2 separate regions of the Ovis aries genome follow, and region 1 is linked to region 2. The links are chromatin contacts, called in public Hi-C maps. All regions are on one chromosome and are shown on one strand. Each heading gives the region's core, a stretch centred on a gene start, on an enhancer-like site or on the middle of the called end of the contact. The rest is flanking DNA. Distances are from core to core; before and after follow the strand shown.

Region 1 (4,817 bases), core at 482-2,981, 140 kb before region 2:
ACAGGCTGAGTACTAGATTTGCTTTTTAAAAAAACTGAAGTATTGTTGATTATTAATGTTGTGGTAGTTTCAAGTGTACAGCAAAGTGATTCAGCTATATTCTTTTCCCTTTATTTTCCATTATAGTTTACTATAAGACATTGAATATATCTCCTTGTTCTATAGGTCCTTGTTGTTTATGTATTCTATATTCAGTAGCATGTATCAGCTAATCCCACACTCCTAATTTATCTCTCCCTTCAGCCCCTTCCCCTTCCCCTTTGATAACCATAGGTTTGTTGTCTCTGTCTGTGAGGCTGTTTGCATTTTGTAAATAAGTTCACTTGTATCATTTTTTAAGATCCTACCCATAAGTGATATCATATGATATTTGCCTGTCTCTGTCTGATGTACTTCACTGAGTCTGAGAATCTCTAGGTCTATCCATGTTGCTGCAAATGGCATCATCTTATTCTTTTTTATGGCTAAGTAACATTCTATTACATACATGTACCATATCTTCTTATCCATTCCTCTGTCGATGGACATCTTGGCTATTGTAAATAGTGTTGCTATGAACATTGGGGTGCATGTATCTTTTCAAATTAGAGTCTTCCCTGGAATGTGCCCAGGACTGGGATTTCTGGATCACATGCTACTAGAGTGTTATATTTTGAATGGTTCTCCTATATAGCACCATTTTGAGAAATTTCTCTAATATCTCGGTTCTCCTGGGATAAATTTTCCTTTGAGTGACCAGATTCAGTAGCATGGGATGAACACTCATACTCCCCAAAGTATTCATCCCAGTCCTGACTCTGTTTTTTATTTCAAGCTTCTTAAGATTTCCTTGTTTTGGAGAAACTATATTCCTCTGTAGACTCCCCGGTGGCTCAGCGGTAAAGAATCCGCCTGCAATGCAGGAGACTCGGATTTGATCCCTGGGTTGGAAAGATCCCCTTGAGGAGGAAATGGCAACTCACTTCAGTAATCTTACCTGGGAAATCACATGGACAGAGGAGGCTGGTGGGCTACAGTCCACGGGGTCTCAGAAAGAGTGTAGTTTGTGCAAGTGGATGGCTGGGAGATAACTTCCCCGGCTGATCCATGACCCTCTCGTGACACTATGGGGTGACTCATTAAAAAAAAAAATAAAAAGATATGTCAGGGAAATACAAGATAAGATTGATTTAGGACGAATGAACTCACAACCCATATTTTGCAGAAAACAGTGCTTTTAAAGAGCTATATGACCTTAAAATGCTTTTTAGATTTTGTTTTAGTTTGAAAGGAAAACAAGCTTTGTTCAACATAGCTTATTGCGAGTTCCAAAAGTGCTATTCTGTGCTTAGTCACTCAGTCATGTCCGACTCTGTGACCCCAAAGACTGTAGCCCGCCAGGCTCCTGGAAATTCGTGCGGATTTTCCAGGAAAGATTACTGGAGTGGGTTGCCATGGTCAAACCCAAGACTCCAGCATTGCAGGCAGATTCTTTACCATCTGAGCTACCAGGGAAGCCCTTGCGTAATTTGGGTGTATTTAAAAAATAAAAAAAAGCCCTGGAAATTGTGTCTTCATTTGTCTGTTCAGTGTTCAACCTGATGATGGGAATAAATATCAGCTCAGTTTTCATGTCTGTTTTCAAAATGTATTAAATCATCTTCTTGCTGAAGTTCTTTCTGTTCTACAGCCTCAGGTCAGAAACAGTATGAGAATAAATCCTTACCACAAGAGGGAGCTGGATCACGAAGAAACTAACGGGTTGTTTTGGAAATAGAAATAAAAACTGGGAGAGTGCTGGTGTTTCATGGCAAGACCGTCAGCATCAGCAGTGGTGACAGAAGCGATTTTCACAAGCGATTATTTCATTCTTGTAGTTGTTCAGACTGAGAGCAGAGTCGTCCTTGATTCCTTACTTCCCAATGAGTTAAGAGTGTCTTTCTCTTCTGATGCTGTTGACATCTGAGGCCTTGCTGAGCTGGGCCACCGATTCCTTTAGCAAACAATTTGTCCTTTCATATGCAAACCAACCCATCCAGAGCCCATCCTGCAACCCGCTTCTTCGTCTTATTTTTTAATCCATAAAGATGCTCATTGCAGTGTTATTTATAATTCCATAGTGCTAAGCAACTTGAATATTCAATAGGAGATAGGTTAAAGAAATCATGCTACTGTCATATAATATAGTACAGTGTAGCTTTTAAAAATTATGCCTGCGTGCTAAGCCACTTCAGTCGTACCTGACTCTTTGTGAACCCATGGACTGTAGCCCACCAGGCTCCTCTATCCATGGGATTCTCCAGGCAAGAATACTGGAGTGGATAGCCACGCCCTCCTCCAGGGGTTCTTCCCCACCCAGGGATCAAACCTGGGTCTCTTTAAGTTTCCTGCACTGGGAGGTGTGTTCTTTACCACTAGCGCCATCTGGGAAGCCTAGAACCCAAATTTTTCAATGGAAATATATTTATGATATATGTTATTTTTAAAATTTATTTAAATTACTTTTTATTGGAGCATAGTTGCTTTACAAACCAGCTTTCTTGTTGGCTCTTACACTCCAGACCTCCATCACCCCAGGGCCAGGTACTGAGCAACTGAAAGCACCCCCAACACTCCAGAGCCTGCTGAAATTATTCAAACTGGTTTAGTTGCTAAGGTGTGTCTGACTCTGTGACCCCATGGACTGTGGCCCGCCAGGCTCCTCTGTCCGTGGGATTCTTCAGGCAAGAATACTGGAGTGGGTTGCCATTTCCTTCTCCAGGGGATCTTCCGGGTGTTCTGCATTGCAGACAGACGCTTTATCCTCTGAGCCACCTGGGAAGCCCCATTTGTGGAATACTCTGTGACAGACACTGTTCTAAGAGCTAAATCTCACAACCACCGTATAAGACAGGAAGCAGCCTTTTTTCCATGTCTCTCCCTTTCTTACTCTGCCTCTCAGACTTTGAATATGCCGTTCCCTGCCTAAAATACTCTCTCTTCCCTTGCTTTTTGTCCCTTCTCCTCATAATTCACACTTACATGTAAGGTCTCCGCTTATTCAGCACTTTCTCCATGAAGCAGTCCTTGATCTTCCTAAATCTGGGTTACTTATCCCACCCCATGTGTGTTTCGCATTGGCAGGCAGATTCTTCACCGCTAAGCCACACCCCAGAGCCCACTGAAATTATTCAAAATAGTTAATTCTAAACCTTCCGTGCCTGTTCCTTCCCCCAGAAACCACGGTCCAGCCTCTAGTCCCCATTTTCCCTGGTCCTCTCTGCCTCCTGATCCACCCTGGGTCCCCCCTCCTCCAACCCCCGCCGCCACACACACACCATGGCTTGGTACCCCCTCCCCTTGGGAACTGTGAGTTGACAGCACTGATCAGTTGGCCTCATCACCTGAGAGATAATAGAACCAACACCTTAAAATCTCTAACCTCGCATCTCAGCAAATCCTATTGCCACTGTCTGTATGGCATACCCTCAAGTCAAGCCCTCCTCATCGTCAGCGCCCCTTCTGTGTCTTGTTCTTCCAGCTCCCACCTGGGTCCCCCGCCCCCCATTTAGTCTGTTCCCCACCCTGTGTGCAGTTAAGCTGAACCTGTTACACAGGTAAGGCCAGTCTTATCACTCTTCTCTTTGGAGCCCTCCAATTGAAGGGCTAACCGCAATTACAGTTTCAACAGCATTTTTGGAACTGTCAGCTACAGATGGGCGCTTGCCAAGCTCGTCGCCAGAGGCTGAACAACAAGGGCACTTCCATCTGCCTCTACGGAGACTGAACCCTGTGCTGCTGCGCCTGCTGACCTTTGACCCCCCTCAGGGGGATTCAGGGCAGAGAGCGAGGCACTCTGTGCTCTGGGGAAATTGATGGAACAGGTCTTTAGATAATTAGATATTTTCGGGAACTGATTTCATGACCTCAATCCTTGCATCTCCTCATATCTAGAAAATCACTAAATCCCTTCTTGACATCAGCTCCTTGTGACTAGCAGGAAACCTTTTGTAAAGTAAGCACTTGATTGCTTTGAACTCCCCTTTCTCAAAAACCTTATATATTGACCTTCCCCCACTAAGGAGCAATCTCTCTGAGGTGCCATCTCCCAGGCTGCAGTCCTCATCTTGCCCGGAGGAAAACTTAACTCGCAACTCTCAAGTTGTGAATCTTTTAATTGATAGAACCGTCAGAAAACTAAGATTGGATAAAGCTGTTTTTTTTTTTTTAAAAAAAACACAGAAGTAGTTTATGTCATTGGTTGACTTTTCATCCATTCTGAGTTAAAAACCAAGTCCTTAAAATGGCTTTGGGGGCCCCTATTGAACTGGAAGACAGTGAGAGTGGCTGCAGAGGAAGTAAGAGGGTCAGGGGAAGAACAGGGCTTGCAAAGGTTCAATCTTCACCACCTCCGAGCAACTCTGTGCCACAGGTGTTATCCACTTTTGCTAGACAGCAGTCTAAAGTCCACTGTCCTGTGGGCAGAGCTGATACAAACCAGTCTAACTCCAGAGCCAGGTCCCCCCCACCTCATAATTCTCCCTGCTGCCACCACGGAGAGGTGGGAATAGTGAACCATCCCTAAGGGAGCTTCAGGTAGTGAAGGTGAGGAATGAGAAATAGGCTGGGGTGGAGAACTGAAGAAAGTAGGGAAAACCACTAGACCGGTCAGGTATGACCTAAATCAAATCCCTTATGATAGTACAGTGGAAGTGAGAAATAGATTTAAGGGCCTAGATCTGATAGATAGAGTGCCTGATGAACTATGGAATGAGGTTCGTGACATTGTACAGGAGACAGGGATCAAGACCATCCCCATGGAAAAGAAAAGCAAAAAAGCAAAATGGCTGTCTGGGGAG
Region 2 (4,363 bases), core at 1,387-3,886:
GTTGGCACTTCCTCCTCCAGGGGAAATCTTCCCAAGCTCAGGGATCGAACTTGAGTCTCCAGCATCGATAGGTAGGTTCTTTACCGCTGAGCCACCTGGGAAGTCCAGTCTCCTGGTAGCAGGTTGATTATAAGATAGCTTCCCTAATGGAAGGGGGAAGAGTTGTTTCTCACTAAAATAGACACTTTTCTGGATACGGATTTGCCTTCTCTGCCCGAGATGCATCTGCACAAACCACAGCCTGGACTACAAGGCTGGGCTCACAACTGCCACATACACTCACTTACGGCTCCAGCATCCTACGACTCCCGCCGGACCATGAGGCAACACGCCAGTACAGAAATCTGATATCTTGAAGAAGACAAGGTGCCCTTGAGAAGACTGCATCACGGCTGGGTTGAGAAGGACTTAGGTTATCAAACCAGTGCTAGTTTTCTCCCTAAGGGAACAACGGAGCAGCCAGAAAAAAAAGCAGGCGCTGGAGATCCATAGGCATCAAATGACCACTCAATCATTTCCCCAGCAGAGGGCAGCCCAGTACCCAGCCGCCAGCTACATTGTCCAACAGGAACTGCCTTCTCTACTCTCCAGCTAGGCATTTCTCTTGTCTCTCCTCTACAATTTTCCCTCCAGAAAGGGACGACTTCTTTGGGATTTCTTACTTCTCTATGAATTTCTTCTGAATGGGTCTCCATGGAGCCTGGCCTGGGTGCATTCCCAGATTGAACAGACCCTCTGGCCTAATCTTGCAACCTGGGACAGCCCTGCCAACCCTCCAGCCACTCAGGGTGAGTCAGGCACATCCAGGCTGCCACCCAAGAGCTGGCTCCCAGGGAGACAGGCCCCAGAGAATGAGGGAGCTCTGTGACCTCCAGGAGCGTGCTGCAGTCGGGGCCTGCGAAGGAGAGAGACGAAGGGAAGCTGATTTTCACAGGGAATAAACGGTCACTGATGCTTTAATCAGTTCATCAGTTAGAGATCCCAAACCAGATCCATCAGGGCTACCACATGACCCCCAGAATGGACTGTTTTGTTTTTTTTTCACAATTACTTGGATTCTTTCAGCTATGTTTATCCTTAACATCACACAATTGAACTTCATGAGCACATTGTGACCACGACTTTTCCTGTGACCTCTTGGGGCTAAAATTAGGCACAAAATGCTGCCCTCTACCCCTATCCATTAGTGATTGGATCCTGTTATGGACTGACTTGTGTCCCCACAGCCCGAATTCATATACTGAAGCTTTAATCCCCAGAACCTCAGAAGGTGACTGTATCTGGAGAGAGGACCTTTAAAGAGGCAATTAAAATGAGGTTGACTGTGGAAAACAGTATGGAAGTGCCTCAGGAAACAAACCAAAAAAATATCCATACGATCCAGCAACCCCACTCTAGATGGGGTTGAAAACTCTAATTTGAAAAGATGCATGCACCTCAGTGTTCAGAGCAGCACTATTTACAATAGCCAAGATGTGGAGGCAGCCCTTCCCTGCCCCTGCCACACACACTCCCCAATAGAATACTATTCAGCCATAAAAAAGAATGAAGTAATATCATTTGCAACAACATGGAAGGACCTGGAGATTATCATACTAAGTGACGCAAATCAAACAGAAAAAGACAAATATTACATGACATCGCTCACATGAAAAACCCCAAAAATAATATAAATGAATCAATATACAAAACAGATATAGACTCACAGACAGAAAACAAACTTGTGGTTACAAAAGGAGAAGCGGGGGCATGAATCAGGAGTATGAGGTTGACTGATACAAACTATTATACATCAAATAGATAAATAACAGGATTTACTGTATAGCACAGGGAATTATAGTCAGTATCTTGTAATAATCCGTAATGGAAAGGAATTGGAAAAAAATATGTAACCCAATCACTTTGCTGAAACACTCGCAACTAATACAATATTGTAGTCAACTATACTTCAATTAAAAAAAGAATAGTAACACACCCACAAATAAAAATAAAAGGAGGCTGTTTGTGTGGCCCTAATCCAGTCTGACTGGTGTCCTTATAAGAAGAGCCGGTAGGACACGCAGAGAGACCAGGGATGTGCACACAGGGAAATGGTCACAGTGAGCCTGGAGAGAAGCCTCAGAAGTAAACAAATGGTCTTCACCTTGATCTTGGACCGCCAGCCCTCAGAACTCTGATCCTTTGTTAGGGCCGCCAGCAGACTAAGACAGGTCCCTTAGATCGGGGGCACGTGTGGGTCCCGGCAATGCTGTGATGTGCCAGGTGTTGGGCCAGTGGGTGGGAAGGGTCTGTGGGAAACGACCCGCCGGTCGCTATGGGGACCGACTGCAGACTGGACTCTGCGCACCACCCCGCCTGCCTGCTGCCCTCACTCTTCAGGACACACTATTCCCTGATGTGGGTGGGACTCCTGCCCTGGTGTCAGAGGTGGAGAGAAAATAGAATCAGAGATGTGGGTTAGCAGTAGGATGGGGAAGGAAGAAAAAAAGCGAATTCATTTATAGTCTGTAAAGAGCCAAGCAAGGATCCCAGTGGGAAACGGGGCCAGGCAGAAGGCTCCGCGTTCCTAAATAGAGCTCTGTTTTGACACTCTCCCAGCAGCTGCTCTCCCCCACGCTTGTCTGTCTCGCCAAGTGAACCGATAGAAGCAGCAGCACTTGAGCCTCTCACGGCGCCACCTGCTGGCGCTCAGGGAGCGGTACAGTGGTTCTTGCGCACAAAGACTTCTCCCCAAAACTTGGAGAAACGCCTTCTGTTGTTCAAGAGGAATAAATAGACGGGTGGATACAGACACTCTGGGGAAGAAAGCAATAGTGCAAAGAGCACTGGACTTGAGTTAAAAGTGGACTCTAGCTTTACATCTTATTCGCTGCATCATCTTGGGCAAATTAATGAACCTCTTTGTGCCTCAGTTTCTTCATGTAACAAATACGAATGACTGATACTGACAAGATCTTGTAAAGGATTCATTGCAATAAAGACCCCCAGAACAGGAAAGCCTCAGCAAATGCTTCATCCCTTCTTTTCTTCAGTCCTCCTTGTATTTTCCCTTCTCTACATGATTTTGTGAATAATCAAATGTTTTTGCTGCTGTAGGCACTGCCTTTTAAATTTTAACGGTGGAGGTGGGGGACGGGGGGTCGGAAGGACCTGAAACTATGAGTTGGGCGAGCAGGAGGGAGTGGGTCCAGGGAGTCCCAGGTGCGACTGGGAGACCCTCAGGTTCTGCCTTTGCAGGAATCAGACCTGGTGTCCTTAGACCTAATTTTGACTTTTCATTTCAGAAGAGGACCCTGCCTCCTAATGATCAGGGACAGGAGGTGGCAGGCTCCCACCACCTCAGGCCTAAAAATATTATAAGTCCATGAACGAGAGCACCATTGACAAGAAATCAGTCAAACGCACCCACGATCTAAACACGTGATGCAAGGGAGACCAGCATTGTGCATATATGGAGCATTCGCCATTTAGCTTGAGAGTGATAGGGAGGAGAAAGAGGAGCGTCGCATGCTGAAAGAGGATCCCAGCATATCTGAAGGCAACTAAAATGTTTCCCCCACACATTTAAAAAAGTAAGTAAATCTGATGGTATCTCTGCTGCTGGCACTGGGCTAGCAGGCATGTGTTTACATATGGGGGCTCCTGCAGATGCCGTGTTCTCTCCCGGGGGCTCCTTCTGCTTTCTCTAATACATTAGCCTTGGGACCCTCGGACAAAGGTCCCAAGCAAAGACTTGGAAAATATTCATTGCACAGGAAAGAAGATTCAGGAACAGGCTTGCAAGCCCTCTGGGGGCCCTGGATCAATGACCTTGACTGTCTTTTGTGTCCAGGGCTCGTGTGTGTGTGTGTGTGTGTGTGTGTGTGTGTGTGTGTGTGTGAATCACTCAGTCATATCCCATTCTTTGAGACCCCACGGACAGTAGCCTGCCAAGCTCCTCTGTCCATTGGATTCTCCAGGCAAGAATACAGGAGTATTCCCTTCTCCAGGGGATCTTCCTGATCCAGGGATCGAATCCGGGTTTCCTGCATTGCAAGCAGATTCTTTACCGTCTGAGCCACCAGGGAAGACTGTTTTGGGCTCCTACTTCTTGCCATATCTGACGAACACACAGGCCCTTCGAACTGAGCCCTCTCCTTTTATCCAGCTCCTCTCTCAGTAAATTGCACTAATGATTTAAATTAAAAGCACTAGTTTACCTGGTTACTTAGGTCTAAACAGAAATGTGAGAATCTTTACCTCCTGCCTGTCCCCACCTCCCCTCTGTATCAGACATATTAGTGCACCACGCCCAAAGCCCTTTGACCTCGTGTCTCTCCTGAATTCTCAGACCTGTGATCTACTAGATGCTGCTGTGGCTGAC

Evidence for each region. Hi-C and Micro-C count contacts between places; a contact is called where the count stands out from the background.
Region 1: a Hi-C map of hypothalamus shows a contact between it and region 2, with 6 times the contacts expected there. The contact joins two enhancer-like sites. A contact is called at or near these places in 11 of 16 Hi-C or Micro-C datasets (blood, hypothalamus, liver and 5 more).

Annotation. Positions count from the first base shown.
Region 1 is chr17:18,281,110-18,285,926 of ARS-UI_Ramb_v3.0, reverse strand. No RefSeq gene overlaps it. Among named protein-coding and RNA genes, the nearest start is that of RAB33B, 44 kb to the left of the region's middle. Within about 2 kb of position 1,731, at least 6 of the 54 cell types and tissues checked have an H3K27ac peak or open chromatin away from gene starts, as enhancers often do. A contact at or near this core is called in hypothalamus, where this site is marked.
Region 2 is chr17:18,139,829-18,144,191 of ARS-UI_Ramb_v3.0, reverse strand. No RefSeq gene overlaps it. Among named protein-coding and RNA genes, the nearest start is that of MGST2, 15 kb to the right of the region's middle. Within about 2 kb of position 2,636, at least 11 of the 54 cell types and tissues checked have an H3K27ac peak or open chromatin away from gene starts, as enhancers often do. A contact at or near this core is called in hypothalamus, where this site is marked.